Regions from separate parts of the Mus musculus genome. Here all the other regions are linked to region 1. The links are chromatin contacts, called in public targeted proximity ligation maps. All regions are on one chromosome and are shown on one strand. The core of a region is the stretch at or near the end of the contact, and the rest is flanking DNA. Distances in the headings are between cores, read along the strand shown. Region 1 has its middle 18 kb from the start of Gm50341. Region 2 overlaps Pip5k1b (phosphatidylinositol-4-phosphate 5-kinase, type 1 beta). Region 3 overlaps Pip5k1b (phosphatidylinositol-4-phosphate 5-kinase, type 1 beta).

What was found.
Region 2: a contact with region 1 is called in a targeted proximity ligation map of pancreatic cancer cells. A contact is called at or near these places in 5 of 39 promoter capture datasets (the 3T3-L1 cell line, the HPC-7 cell line, frontonasal cranial neural crest and 2 more), 1 of 484 Hi-C or Micro-C datasets (bone marrow-derived macrophages), 5 of 130 datasets of targeted methods (embryonic basal ganglia, embryonic stem cells, intestinal villus epithelium and 2 more) and 1 of 9 other capture datasets (pancreatic islet).
Region 3: a targeted proximity ligation map of pancreatic cancer cells shows a contact between it and region 1. A contact is called at or near these places in 5 of 39 promoter capture datasets (the 3T3-L1 cell line, frontonasal cranial neural crest, hematopoietic stem and progenitor cells and 2 more) and 2 of 130 datasets of targeted methods (cardiomyocytes and pancreatic cancer cells).

The regions. Positions count from the first base shown.
Region 1 is chr19:24,571,557-24,576,328 of GRCm38.p6, reverse strand. No RefSeq gene overlaps it. Among named protein-coding and RNA genes, the nearest start is that of Gm50341, 18 kb to the right of the region's middle.
Region 2 is chr19:24,323,965-24,328,736 of GRCm38.p6, reverse strand. All of the region lies in intron 13 of Pip5k1b (phosphatidylinositol-4-phosphate 5-kinase, type 1 beta), which reads left to right. Among named protein-coding and RNA genes, the nearest start is that of Fxn, 46 kb to the right of the region's middle.
Region 3 is chr19:24,340,543-24,345,314 of GRCm38.p6, reverse strand. The region is part of intron 13 of Pip5k1b (phosphatidylinositol-4-phosphate 5-kinase, type 1 beta); the gene reads left to right. Among named protein-coding and RNA genes, the nearest start is that of Fxn, 62 kb to the right of the region's middle.

The sequences.
Region 1 (4,772 bases), core at 1,644-4,143:
GAACCTGCTGTAGACGCGAATGCACCCACAGATGCTAAAATACACAAATAGCTTTAAAATTGGTGATAAACATGCGGCCATGAGCACAGGTGGCAAGGGGAATCAGAGTGCCTGTTTTAGTTAGGATGAGGAAGGCGGAGTCTCCCTTAGGAGGTGATTTCAAACTGTGACATGGTGGTCTGAGAAAGTGAGAGAAAGCATTTGGCAGGATGGGAGTTCAGTGGAACCTAAGTTCAGTGGATAGGACTTCCTTGGGAGAGAGGTGATGTAGCTTACTGTTGTTGCTTTTCAAAGGCAAACGGAAGCTAAAACAAGAACAGAAGAGGTGGATTAAGAGGTGACACTGGAGCACAGAGAAGATTAGAGCCTAGAGATTCTTCCTAGCTGTAGCCAACATGACTCTTTTTTTTTTTTTTTTTTTTTTTTTTGAAGTCAATTGGAGAGACAGTAGACACGGGAGAAACAGGTAATGGAAAGTGAGTCCCAGGATTCCCCCCTGTAACCTGTTGTAACCTGATGGTGTTGTCGTTTCCGGAATTTAGCATGCTGACAGTTTCTGAGGATGGACGGGCTCGCTTTCTAGCTGTTTGTAACACGTGTATGATGTCCCAGAGAAATTGGAAAGGCAGATGGTGGACGAGTCTGCCGTTCAAAAAGAAAGTAAATCTCTGACTGGATATCCCAACCTTTGCTTTTGGAGAAAGTGAATCTCGGGTGCCATTTTCTTCCTAAGCCATTTTTTTGTGGGTCCCATTTACAGGAGCAGTTTATCTTTAAAACTAAATCTCCCCTCGGAGTTTTAGAACCCCCCCCCCCATGGAAGCCGTTGGATATATTGAAGATGCTTGTAATGTCCAGGCATGGTGGTGCACACCTCTGATCCCACCACTCAGAAAATACTTGTCAGGATGAGAGAATCAATCTGTTGCCAAAAATAAATTGATGACTGTTTAGTGGGCCCACACAATGGCAAGAAACGCCCTCTCCCCATTCAATCATCCCGGCAGGTTGCCAGTGGATATGTGTGACCCCTTCCTCTATGTGGACTTTTTATTCATTGTAGGATTTTTTTTTTTCCTCCTAGTCCTTTCTATAAACCTAGGCTCATTCTTGAGGCCCAAATTAGATTCTTTAAGTGTCATGTGTATTTCTGGAACTTCCTATAGTTAATTTCTACTCCAGGGCCTCTTTAATTTCATTTGCACACATATCACCCGAGGACCTGTTAAGATGCAGATTTTGACTTGATTGGCCTGCAGTGCAGTCTGAGAATCTGCATTTCCAATGAAGTCTTTAATGACACAGAGGTGTCTGGTCCGTGGACCATGGTTCCTGACGATGGTGACCGCATAGAGCGTTATTACTATGTATTAATACTAACACCAGAGTCAGTGGTTTACCTCCTAATGGAGGCACATGGGTGGGCTGGCTAAGATAAAAGGAAAAAAATTCACACCCCTGAAAATCTTAGGGCCTTGTCTTTACATTTGTTCTTCAAAAAGGCACGAGGATGAAGACTAATCTTTAAAAATTGAACTTTCAAAAGATTACATACCTGGTGTACTGACTAGCTTTGTGTGCCAACTTGACACAGGCTGGAGTTATCACAGAGAAAGGAGCTTCAGTTGGGGAAGTGCCTTCATGAGATCCAGCTGTAAGGCATTTTCTCAATTAGTGATCAAGGTGGGGAGGCATTGTGGGTGGTGCCATCCCTAGGCTGGTAGTCCTGGGTTCTATAAGAAAGCAAGCTGAGCGAGCCAAGGGAAGCAAGCCAGTAAGTAACATCCCTCCATGGCCTCTGCATCAGCTCCTGCTTCCTGACCTGCTTGAGTTCCAGTCCTGACTTCCTTGGTGATGAACAGCAATGTGGGAAGTGTAAGCTGAATAAACCCTTTCCTCCTCAACTTGCTTCTTGGTCATGATGTGTTGGGCAGGAATAGAAACCCTGACTAAGACACCTGGTTAGAAAAATGCTTTTTAATAACTTAAAATATTACTTGAGTTTATCCACCTGGACCAGGACCTGGATGATAAGTTGTGGCTATCCACTTACGTGCTGCTGCAACACAGGCATGACACATCCTTGCCATCAGAAGAGGCAAGATCCTTTCTTGTCTCTTCCCCAATTGGGGACAAGCTGTTATAAATCTGAGCAGCAGACAACAGCACGTACCATTCACTTTGCTCCTGCGGTCACCAGGTTGAAGGGGCAGAGGTGATCCACCTGAAGGACAGCTTTTGGATCTCACTTATGAGTGAGGAAGGCTTCTGTAAGGAGGGCTGACTCTCCCCAGACATGAGAAATTCCATTCAAACACAGCACTGATGGGCTGAAGTGGGGCTAACAGTCCTGTAAGCAAGACTTTGAAGGAATCAATGGGTCTTAGGAGAATGTAGACAAAGGGCTTCCTCCCACCTACTGACAAATCTCAGCTGGTAGCTTAGCAGGTACTCTCTGGCTATCTGGCACAAACTGGGAGGCATGCAGATCTAACTGAAAGCAGCTGGCATTTGAAGGGAGATAGAGGAGGCCACACTAGTATTCTTGGAGCCACTGCTGTTTGCATGTCTAATGAAGGATCAAGGATGCTTCTCTAGAAGGTTGGCATGGAGACTAAGAATGACGTATTAAAGCACCTGATATGTTTAACTAGTATTGATAATCTGTTGCTTCTAGAGCATCAAAACAAGCTTCGCTCCTTAGTCTTGTCTCTTATCCACTCTCCAAATCACTCCATGAGGGCTTAATCTGGGCCCGTTTGTCAGACAGCCATCCTCTGCTAGGTTGGGTGGTTTTACTCAATCGCACAGGTACTTGCTCTCCACTTTCCCCAGCCTGCAGGCTCAGCTTCTTCCCCCATCTGCCTTTCTCCTAGATGAGCCAGGACTATGTGGCAATCCCTATTTTCTTGAGCCATTTATTCTTTCTGGATGGTATTTGTGAGGCATTAGGCTGAGGGCTAGCCTTTGAGTCTTGGATGTAAATAAGAAATCAAATCTACTAAATTCTCCACTCCATCCTGTTTACTGAAAGTAAAGCCTCTGTTTACCTACAATTCTTTCAGTATTCTTGCACAGAGCAGCGCTTCTCAACCTGTGGGTCAAAACACAGTTGGGGTCACATATCAGACATCCTGCGTATCAGATATTTACATTATGACTCATAACAGTAACAGAATCACAGTTATGAAGAAGTAGTAACATAACTTTATGGCTGGGAGTCACCACATCATCAGAACTGTGTTAAGTGGTCACAGCATTAAGAGGGTTGAGAGTCACTGGGGTAGAGTCTAGCCTATGGTAATTTTTCAGATCCTTCCCTACAAAGTCATGTGTCAAAGTTGAGCATGACAGAGTAAAGGTTGATTCAGGGAAATGCTGAGGTCCCCTCCTTTTTGTTGGAGAAACTGGGTTGTGTGGGCCACACCCTTAGTTAATCTGGACACAGATTAAATCAATTTACTATGCACCTGCCTGGTATGCATGAAGAAATAAGAGTGAAATTACAGTTTGTTTGTTTCTTCGTTTGTTTGCTGGCTTTTAGAAAAATGCACGGCACTAGAAGTCATTGTGTTAAGTAAAGCAAGCCAGACCCAGAAAGATAAGTTATAAAGGTTTTCTTTCATATGTAGTTTGTTGGGGAAAGACATGAACATAAGAAGACTTTTAGGGGTGTGAGGGGAGGGAAGGAAGAAGAGGGTTAAGAAAGGATAACAAGAGTGAATGTGATTGGATTAAGCACCAATATTAAAATGTCATGGTGAAACCCCTTTGCCTTGTACATTTTTTTTTAATTCATAAAGGAAAATAACATGTAGAAAAGTGAACTCTGGCATTTTACTAACTGCCACTGGGGAGGAAAGGAGCAGGCAGATAGGGCCACACCGTGTCTGTATTTTCTTATTTTGGTTCTTTCAGTTAAGAATTCCCAAAGTAAGTGAGGTATTTTAAAAAAAAATTCTTATCAAGCCTGCCCAGCGTGGTAGTTATTTATTATATTATTGTTAAGCCTTGTATGCCTGTAATATTTCATAGTAACTTTTATCACAATGATTGTTTCCCCTTTGCCTAAGCCTTAAGAGGTCTCTTAGATCTCACAATGAACATGGAACCAGAACCCCAGAGACCGCCCAAGTAGCAGAAGTTTCTTTTCTTTTTTTTCCCTAAACACTAAACACCCTTTGGTGGCTATTTCGGGTTTCCTTTCCGACCCAGTATTTCAGGAGTGAGCTGCATGCAGGTCACGGGAGTTGAGCCTGGAAAATCCCAGTGGTCGTCAGTCTGCCCAGTGAGAGCTCCACACTGAGTGAGTCATTGTTACTGCAGTCCTGACCTTGCCTGACCTCCTTAGTGTCTAGGGCCACAGCAGAACAGAACTCCTGACTGAGAGAGCTGGCGATAAGGATAAGTGGTCTTAGCTGGGCCCAGGGCACATGACCGCACCCTGGATGGAATGGAATGAGAAGGGTCAGACCTCCCCCCACGGCCCCATGTCCCTCCCCCTGGGGGGTGGGACTTTCACCAGGTAGGTCTGCAGTCCTATTACAAGTGGATGGAACTGCTGAGAGTTCTCCTGAGGAATGTCGGAGAGTTTCTGTTGGAAGGGCAGTGTGCACAGGGATCCTAAGACAGCACCCTGCAGTATGCCTGCCTTCAGAAACTGGCCAACTGAGGTTTCACACCAGTATGCGGTTTTTGGCAAAGTTATACTCTTCTGAAATTAAAAGAAAGAAACATACATTATCCTTGTAAACAAAAGTATTTATGTACAA
Region 2 (4,772 bases), core at 1,592-4,091, 250 kb after region 1:
TGTCCTTACTGAGCCACAAACACCGCTCACAGCCCTGCCCTGTTGGAAGGCATTGTCACTTTGCCATGTGTTTCCCCATCCCTGCCCCCCTGAATGAGTTCTGTTCTGTTCTTAGATATCTTATAATAATTACTACTGGTTAAATCTCAAGCTTCCTTCCATGTCTGTTTGACTCAGATAGACTGTATCAGATCCATATACCTGGATGCTTTTCCTAGACACTTCCGGCCTATTCCAGTCTGCTCCCTGTGCGTGGTACCTGTCAATTCTGACATTCACCTCTACTCTGGGTTCAGTATCTTCTCTGAACTCGACTCCATTGCTTATGGTCTTTGTATTTTTCCTCTTACTAACTTATTCCTTGACTTTTATGGAAACCATCCTCCAGTCATTTTTTGAGATAGAGCTTATAGGAAGTCTTGAGACTCTATATATCTAAAAGGTCTTTATGCTACTGGATTGGCAAGGCCTTGAGTCTTATTGGGGTCAGTCTTCCTTAAGGCCTTTGAGGGCATTATTGTACTGTGTTCAGGCTACCTGGGCTGATGAGGGGTTCAAAGTTCCTGTTTCCTAATCTCATGTATGTGGTCTACTTGCTCTCCCTCCTAAAGCTTAGAGATCGTCTCTGTTTTCTGATAAAGTGCATGAGGTTGGTGGGCTGATTGTCACCCATGGTAAAGGACACTGTCACTTTCCAGTCTACACTCAGGTCCTCCAGGGTGAGACGTTTTTGTTTGTTTGTTTGTCTGTCTGACTTGGCTTTTGTAATTAGCAATCTTGTTGATTTCCTTGCCTCTGTTTCTCTCTCTCTCTCTCTCTCTCTCTCTCTCTCTCTCTCTCTCTCTCTCTCTCATTATGATCTTGATGGGGAAAAAAAAACACCAAGCACTGACTGTCCATGTTTCCATGTTGATTGATCCCACCTGCCATCTTATCTTTGTTAAGTGTATCTATGGCTAAGTATATCTATTGTTAAGTGTATCTATGGCTAAGTATATCTATTGTTAAGTGTATCTATGGCTAAGTATATCTATTGTTAAGTGTATCTATGGCTAAGTATATCTATTGTTAAGTGTATCTATGGCTAAGTATATCTATTGTTAAGTGTATCTATGGCTAAGTATATGGATTGTTAAGTGTATCTATTGTTAAGTGTAGTAACCTTGATTTCTCCTCAGCCTGTCACTGAGTCAGTCCTGTTACCACATTTCTCTTTCCAAGACCTCTCTTGTCCCAGTTATTTCCTTGTTTAGGTGCCTCCTTCTTTTATTTCAAACTTTGATCCAGGCGATACTGGGTGTGGATTTGGGGGTGCATTTTTCTCTCCCTTATAATCTTACCTCTTTCCAATTAGCTTTTTTTCCCCCCTGTATTGTCACCTCCCTTACAATAGTGGCTTTTCTTAGGTTTCTATAATACTTAGTTGTCTGCTGAGGCTTAAAAGTGTGCCACTGTAAATCTGCAGAGACAGGGTGTAAATTGGCTGTTACCTAGTGCTAAGAAAGGGTTTGGGAAAAACAAAGTGATTGCTAATGAGCACAGTCACCTCACAAGTGACAAAGAAAACATTGTTAAATTGATTGTGTGCTTGTCACACAGCTCTGGGTATACTGAAAACACTGAATTGCGTGATTTAAGTGAATCAATTGTTTGGTATGTGTATAATATTTCAATAACATTAGCAAACAAAAAATGGGACACAGGGAGTCTAGGGCTGGGGCCTGGGAGCCTGGGGCTGGGGCTTGTTATTTGTAGATTTGCTCTGGGGTAATTCACCAGCGTTACTCGTGTTAGGAGTCTCTCAGGTCAGATTCCCCAGAAAAGACTCCCTTGTCTCTCAGCCTGCAAGATAAAGGCTGGTTTTATGGGCTAACCCCACCTCATCCCCATGTTTGTTCCTAACCTACGCTGTAACTGGTGCTCTGTGATCCAAAGACTCTCTGTTCTACCCACTCCTGAGACTAAGACTTGGAAAAAAAATAGAGTTGAAAAAAGACAGTTGCGTAGTAAAGAGAATTCTGGAAGCTGATCTGCCTGCTTAACTAGACTTTTAGCCAGAGGCATCTGTCTTACCCTCTCTCCCTCTCCCCAACTAAATGCACACTTTCCCTCTTATTCCTGACTTGTTAAGGAGCTCTGGGGATCAAAATAGAGAAAATGAAGTGAGCAGGGAAACATGTATCAAAAATAGACAGTTTGTCTTCTCCGGTTCCTCTGATCCATCATGTTATCTACTACTGAGGGTCCGTTTTCATTTAAGATTCTGATTTGGGGGAGAAAAAACAGAATAAGCATTTATTTCGGGACAAGTTATTCTTGTAGTTGCAGAATCAAAAGGTGGAAGCAGATTCCTCCCCTACCAAAGGTAGAAATAGTACTTTTCATGTGTAGACAGAAGGACAACTCCTGTCTGAATCCAGAGACCTAGTTAAGTTCATTTAAACATAACGTTTATCATTGGCTCTTTTGAGATTTAAAACAAATAATAACAATAAAAGCTGAAGCCCCTGGCCAAGAGGGGAAGCCTCCCTGAGCTCGAGCAAGGTTGAAGGTCTCGATTCTCACGGCCTCGTAAAGAAGAGAGACATTGCATTATTGTGATGGGGAGAGGAAAGCCTTGCTGCTTTTCGTACATGTTCTCCTCACATGACTCCCTGGTCTTAAAGGAGCTATTCCGTTCATCTATACTAAATGTAGGGCTCAGAGGATTCAAATGATGCGGGGAACAGTAGCCAACCACTATCCTCTGAGATGCTTGAGCAGGCAGCTAACTCGGTTCCTGTTTCTGCTGCCAGTGCGTAGGATTATACCACACATCCCAGACATACTTCTTAAAGAAGCAGATGAATCATCAAGAGAGAGAAAGCCAGTCATTGTTTAAAGTGCCATTTTGCCATGTGTACTGGCACATTCAAGACAATTTCGAATTACCTTGTGACTAAAGCATTTCAGTATCTTAAGATGTTAGTCATGACTGACATCTCTGAGATTGCCTGTCTCTCGAGCCTTGCAACTCTTTTTTCCAATCTAAATGTTGAAGAAAGAAAAATTGACTTTCATTTTCCATGCTGGGGACTGATTCCAGGGCCTCCCGTGTGCTGTGCACAGCTCAACCACTAAATGTTACTGCAAGCCCTGAATAGGCCCCGCATGTCTACATAGCATATACAATGATGCATGCATGTATACATGGCATATACAATGATGTATGCATGTATACATGGTATACACAATGATGCATGCATGCATACGTGGCATATACAATGATGCATGCATGTATACATGGTATACACAATGATGCATGTCAGCATGCCCTTCCCAGGATATCACAGCCATTCAAAACTCACTCCATAATGTGAAAGGAGAGAAATAAAAATGTGAGAGGCCTTGCTCAAAAACTGTTAACAAGAGCATCGTGATACGCTTTGATTATCTCAGAATTCTCAACATTAAGACAAGAAGATCGTGAGTTCTTGGCCAGCCTGAGCTTCAGAGTATATCCAGGGTTAGCCTAAGTTACATAACAAAATACACACACACACACACACACACACACACACACACACACACAGAAGCAGGCAGGACATTAAACTAAGCTGGGACAGTTGCCCTGGTCACTTGTCTGTGAAGCCAGCCCTGGAGGAAGACACTTAGCAGCCCTGAAGGAAGACACTTGTCGTATCTGCTGATTATAATGTACACTTTTAACCTGTTACCATGACTAGCCCTCTGTCTAAGGATCCTTGCTACAAGATCATCAGGGATAACTTATGAAGTCCTTCCTAAACTTCCACCTCGCAAATCCTATAGTTCAGTCACAAACCTGGCATCCTTCATACAATAGTCCCTTGCCCTGGGTGATCCCTGCCAGGGTGCTGAGTGCTTTGTGGCAGGAATTTCAGGTCGTTTCTTCCCGCTCTGACAGTAGCTTTCAGTGGGTCGGTTCTTCAAGCCAAATTAAATGAAAACTTGAGATCAGATCCGAAAGGGAGGGGGAAAAAAACCTTAAATAAAAATATATCTTCTGTTTCTAAGCTCCTGGCAGTTAGTAGACCTTGTGTCTACTACCCATGTGTGCACGCACACACATACACATTCACACACAGAGATCACACACTCAGACACACACACAGAGAGATCACACACACACACTCAGACACACACAGAGAGAGATCACACACCTTGTTTTTCAACTCAGTTCATCTGAGCACCTGCTACTCATTTTCGAAGGAAATTAAATCAATAGCATTTTTTTCTTGCCCGTTGGCAGTCTTTAAGCATCCTCCTCTCATTTTCAAGAGTGCTTTATATTCAGACATGTGCACGTGTCCTTTAGCTTGTTTATTTTGAATTTCAAGTCTCATAGACACTCAGAAATTCCTGTCGCTCCACCCTCTCCCACGGAGGCCCTTTCCACTCACATGATGGATGGACTAAAATGTCTCCTGGGGGCTTCCAAAATGATTTAAAATGCCATTTAGAGATGTCAAGGCCCCAGAAGGGAGGGAAAGGGCTAAAGTTTATTTATCATAAGTAAACATCCTATCTTGCTATCTCCGAACAGTGCATGTATTGATACCTTGAACTTTGAAGAAGTTTGGCATCTGTTCTGTGGCTGCTTGCTGTGAAGGCTACTCCCTTGAGTTTGTCTCCAAACAAGCCGAGTCTGACTTGGGTCTAACCTGACTCCATACGCAGTCCAGGGAGCTGCTGAGGCTCTGTGTGAATAAGAGCTAAAAGCTCCTTCCTCCCTAGGGCAAAGAGTCAGAAGC
Region 3 (4,772 bases), core at 1,090-3,589, 230 kb after region 1:
TCACATTTGCTTGAGTAGCAAATGCTTTCTATCCAGTGAGCCATGTTCATAGCTTTTTACCCACCTCTGCCTCCTGTTTTTGAGACAAGGGCTCAATGTAGCACAAGCCAGCCTTAAATTTACATTCATGGTATGTGTCGTTCATTCATCATACTCATCAGTACTCTCGAATATATATATATATATATATATATATATATATATATATATATATATATACATATATTTTATTTATTTATTTATTTATTTATTTATTTATTTATTTGCTAATATTGCTATGGATTGAACTCAGGGCCTCAGCAGCGCTCAGCAAGCACTCTGTGACTCTGCTACAGATCCCACGAGCAGATTCATTAAAATAACCTCTCTAAATACATATTACTCATGTAGCTACAAAGACACTTCGTGCATTGTTTTGTACGTGAGACCTTAATGACTAAGGTAAAAAGAATGTATCCATGGCTTTCAGAGCTGCCACATCTGTGAGTCCAGAGTTCAGCATGGTCTTTGGCGAGCTAACGTTTGGTGGTTGTATCTTGTTGCTCTGCCTTCCTCTTGGCTGCATAGAAGAGTCCAGACTGTTGGGTAGCAGATGGGGCAGCACTGGCTCTGGAGAAGCGGACAAGTGTGAGACAGCGGGGGTTGGTTTGGATCGCTTCACCTGCAGAACCACCAGAAAGCTTCCTTCCTCTGTAGATGACTTAAGTCACTTAAAGTACATAAAGGACATTTGACTCGCCCAGCTTTCTAGGTTTGAAGACATTCAATGTGACATATAATAGCTTAATATGAATGCGGGCTATGAATGTTTAAATCTGGCTTCTCAGTCAAGCCCCTCGATGTATGGTGCAGCAGATGCAGGGGGCTGTACCCCATGAGTGTAAGTGACACTTGGAGGGTAGCAGAAAAGTCACAGCAAGGCTTCAGCAACGTTAAGAACAGTTCTCATAACAATGGTACTTCTTTATAGTTTGCTACTATGGTCATTATCAGGAGCGTATCATTCAATGCCCTCTTGAATCATTTCCTGAAATTTCCAGCACTAAGGGAATGGTATTTGGGGTTGGGGTTTTGTAATGGTTGTGGTTCTTGGTGGTGGTGGTGATGGTGGGTGGGTAAGTGGTTTGTTGATATCAGAAGGGTTCTTAAGTGCTCTATCTCTTGGTAAGAGCTATTAAACTCCTGAGCATTCGCAGGGATTCTTCGGGCTCTGGCCTCCCCCTGAAGCCAGTCCTGTGGCCAGATAGAGTCTAGCTACCTCTCCATGCCCGCCCACCCAGCTGTGCACTCTGGGCACTGTGCTCTAATTATGCACATCTTCTCTCCTGCTGATGCTAGCTCACCTCCAGATGTGCATGTGGGAAATGGACCAGTGAGCCTTCTGTCTATAATACTCCAAGAGTCTTTCCCCTCTCTTTGGTGCTCCGTTGCTTTAAGCAGTTTTCTCTGGCATTCTACTGTGGTATTTGGGATCTCATACTTAGCTATCAGTCAGGGTTCAGTTGCAAGAACTAAACATGGACTCCATCGGAAGCAGAAGGGAGGAGCTGGGTGTTTGCAGTGTGTGAGGGAAGGGAGGCCCAGAGGCATTGATCAGTCATGGTCACTCCACTGAGCCCACCCTCCTGCAGCTGGGTGGTGCTCAACCTCTCCCAGAGACAACTGAGAAAGCATTTCTGAGATCCCAGGACGCCCTTACAAGAAGCCAGCTAGCAAGCTCAGGCAGTTTCACTTTTCCTGACACTTCTCAGCTGATGAGGAGACCTGAGGACCCTCTGGGTGCCACCCTTTCTTCTTCATCCTCTTGCCTGTCTCCTGCCTGCTCTCCCCACAGGCGTTTCTGCTGTTAGCCTTCTTGTGTACAAAAAGCTGGAAGATCTACCACAGTTACCTTCTCCTTAGGGAAATCATGAGGATCAGAGACTCAGGGATGCTAAAAAACCCTGAAGAGAAATATAGCCCGAGGAGCCCTGGGAGTGAACACCCCTGAATGCTTAGCCCACCGAGCTCAGCCCTGCTTATTTAGCAGGGAAAGCTAATCGGCAAACTGTCCTTATCATGGTTGTCTTATTTCTTTAGTACAGTACATGGTATTTCTTGAAATCAGAATTGACATGATTGTAAGTGTCTCATCTGGCTTAACTAAGTTTTAAAACCAAATACAGACAGCCTGGGGAGAAAATGCATCAAACAAGGAACGGGAAAGTACATCAAATATTGACATTGCAATTTACAGCTGAGATTTTTCTGTTTCTCTGTGAGTCATATTTCTGTTCCAAGTGGCCTGCTTTCTCATTTAAACACGTTATCCTTATCTGTGCTCATATAAGCTATAAATACTTCAAGTATCTGCTGTCGTCCTCTGTGTCTTTAGAGCCCTTAACGTTGAGGCATTGAACGGCATCCAGAGAAGTCCACACCTAAATTATGTATTGCAGTAGGAAATGGCTGTCTCTAGAATTCTTTTTAGACTATCTTTCTTTGTGACTTTTAAAGTTCCACTGGTTTCTTTGAATCTGGTTTGTTAAGTATACTCTCAAAATTGACTAGGGAGCAAAGAGAAAAGTTATGATGCCTTAAAAGTATATTTTTAACTGCTGATTGAGAGTATGTTCTCTCTCTCTCTGTTTCTTTCTGTTTCTGTCTCTCTCTCTGTCTCTCTCTCTGTCTCTGTCTCTCTCTCTCTCTCTCTCTGTTGGGTGGAAGGTATGTACATATGTATGTACACATCTGTCTTTCGAAAAGTCAGGAATCTGCCTGCCTTTGTCTCCCTGGTGCTAGAAATCTGAACTTGGGTCCTTGTGCTGCTTGCTTGGCAAGCACTTTACCAACTGGGCAGCCTCCCCAGCTCCAGAAGTCCATACTTAAAGGCTCTACTATAAGATCTTAGGTTAGAGCGTATGGCTCACAGGAATACAAAGACACTCCATCAGCAACCTGCCTCACAAACAAATCATAGGTTATAAATCTGAATTCCTGGTACTTGAATTTTTCTTACCTACTGAGAAATCTGTTCTTCGAAAGGAGATATGAACTGAGTGCCAACAACTAGAGGGGCAAATAGGTTTTATCTCCAAACTAAGAGCAATTCAACTTAGTGCTGTGAAATAAGTTATATACATGACTATTCATTCTTTCCATGATTCCCTGCACAGTTGGGAGCAAAGCTGGGGCTCTGTTTATGCATACAGGTTGAAAGCTCACTTCACCCCCAATGTATCTGTGCTCCCCCATCCCAGAAGCCCTTACCAGCATCACTGTGGTAGCTAGTCTCATGTATTTGTCCGTGTTTTCCTGGTGGCTCTCTCTAACATCTAGCCCACTATTAAAATGTGGAGTTTTATGAGAAGAGCAGATACCATAGGAGAAGCAACTGGCCATGCTGGGAGCCAGCTGGCAAAACCTTTCTAACTGATGAGTCCAGCAGCTAGATCTCAGGCTGCTGATTCGGAAGGTCTGACAGCAGTCCTGAGCCCTCTTCTTCCCCCATGAGTATTGTCAACCTAGGAGCCAATGAGCTGATTCCTGCAGCTATGAGTCTCTTCTCCCAAACTGGTCAGATTAAAGCCATGGCAGGAGAGCCCTCCATGCTAAAGTAGGTGAGAGACCCCTTGTCTTAGTTAGGGTTTCCGTTGCTGTGAAGAGACACCGTGACCAAGACAACTAAGAAAACATTTAATTAGGTCTGGCTTACAGTTTCAGAGGTTCAGTCCATTATCATTATGGCTGGAAGCATGGCAGTGTGCAGGCAGACCTGGTGCTGGAAGAGCTGAGAGTTCTACATCTTGATCCACAGGCAGCAGATGGAGACTGTGTACCAAACTGGGGATATCTTGAGTATATATGAGACCTCAGAGCCTGCCTCCATAATAACACACTTCCTCCATCAAGGCCAATATACTCCAACAAAGCCACACCTCCTAATAGTACCAATCCCTATGAGCCAAACATTCAAACACATGAGTCTACGAGGCCATACCCATTCAAACTACCATACCTTTCTTTAGAATAGTCTAAGAGATCAGGAAACAGCTATACAGAGTTCTGGTGTCATAGTAAGTCAGCTAGTAAGAGTCCAATTGGAGCACAGAGCTCCAGGGTCTAAGCCTCCTGTTCTTTCCCTGAGCCACCCTTGCATCAAGGACTACAAAGACTTGATCTTCTTGTGTGCTGTAGGCAGCATTGGTTGTCTACCTTTTCCCCTAACATCAGCTCTGGCCCTGGATTTGTGCTACCTTGCTTTGCTACATAATAACTAAAAAATCTGTAATGAACAAAGTGGCAGGCTTACTTTAGGGTCTGCCTATGCTGGTCTAGAGGTCATTGGCTACTTTTATTAAAAACATTGTTGTTCTGGACTGTTTTCTTTTTCTATTATGGTTTCAGTCGCATTTCAATTCATCAATAAGTATATAATAAAAATGCTCTTTAAGGTATGTCATATTAATTTGAGTTCATAAGGAAACTGACATGGCACTTCTTTTTTTTTTTTTTTGAGTCATTAAGAAATATATTCAAGGGACTGGTGAGATGGCTCAGTGGTTAAGAGCACCAGACTGCTCTTCCAAAGGTCCTGAGTTCAAATCCCAGCAACCACATGGTGGCTCACAACCATCTGTAACGAGATCTGACTCCCTCTTATGGAGTGTCTGAAGACAGCTACAGTGGACTTACATATAATAAATAAATAAATCTAAAAAAAGAAATATTTTCAAAAGCCCTTATATGATACCACCTGACACAGCGAGAGAGTATTTCAAATGCATTATATA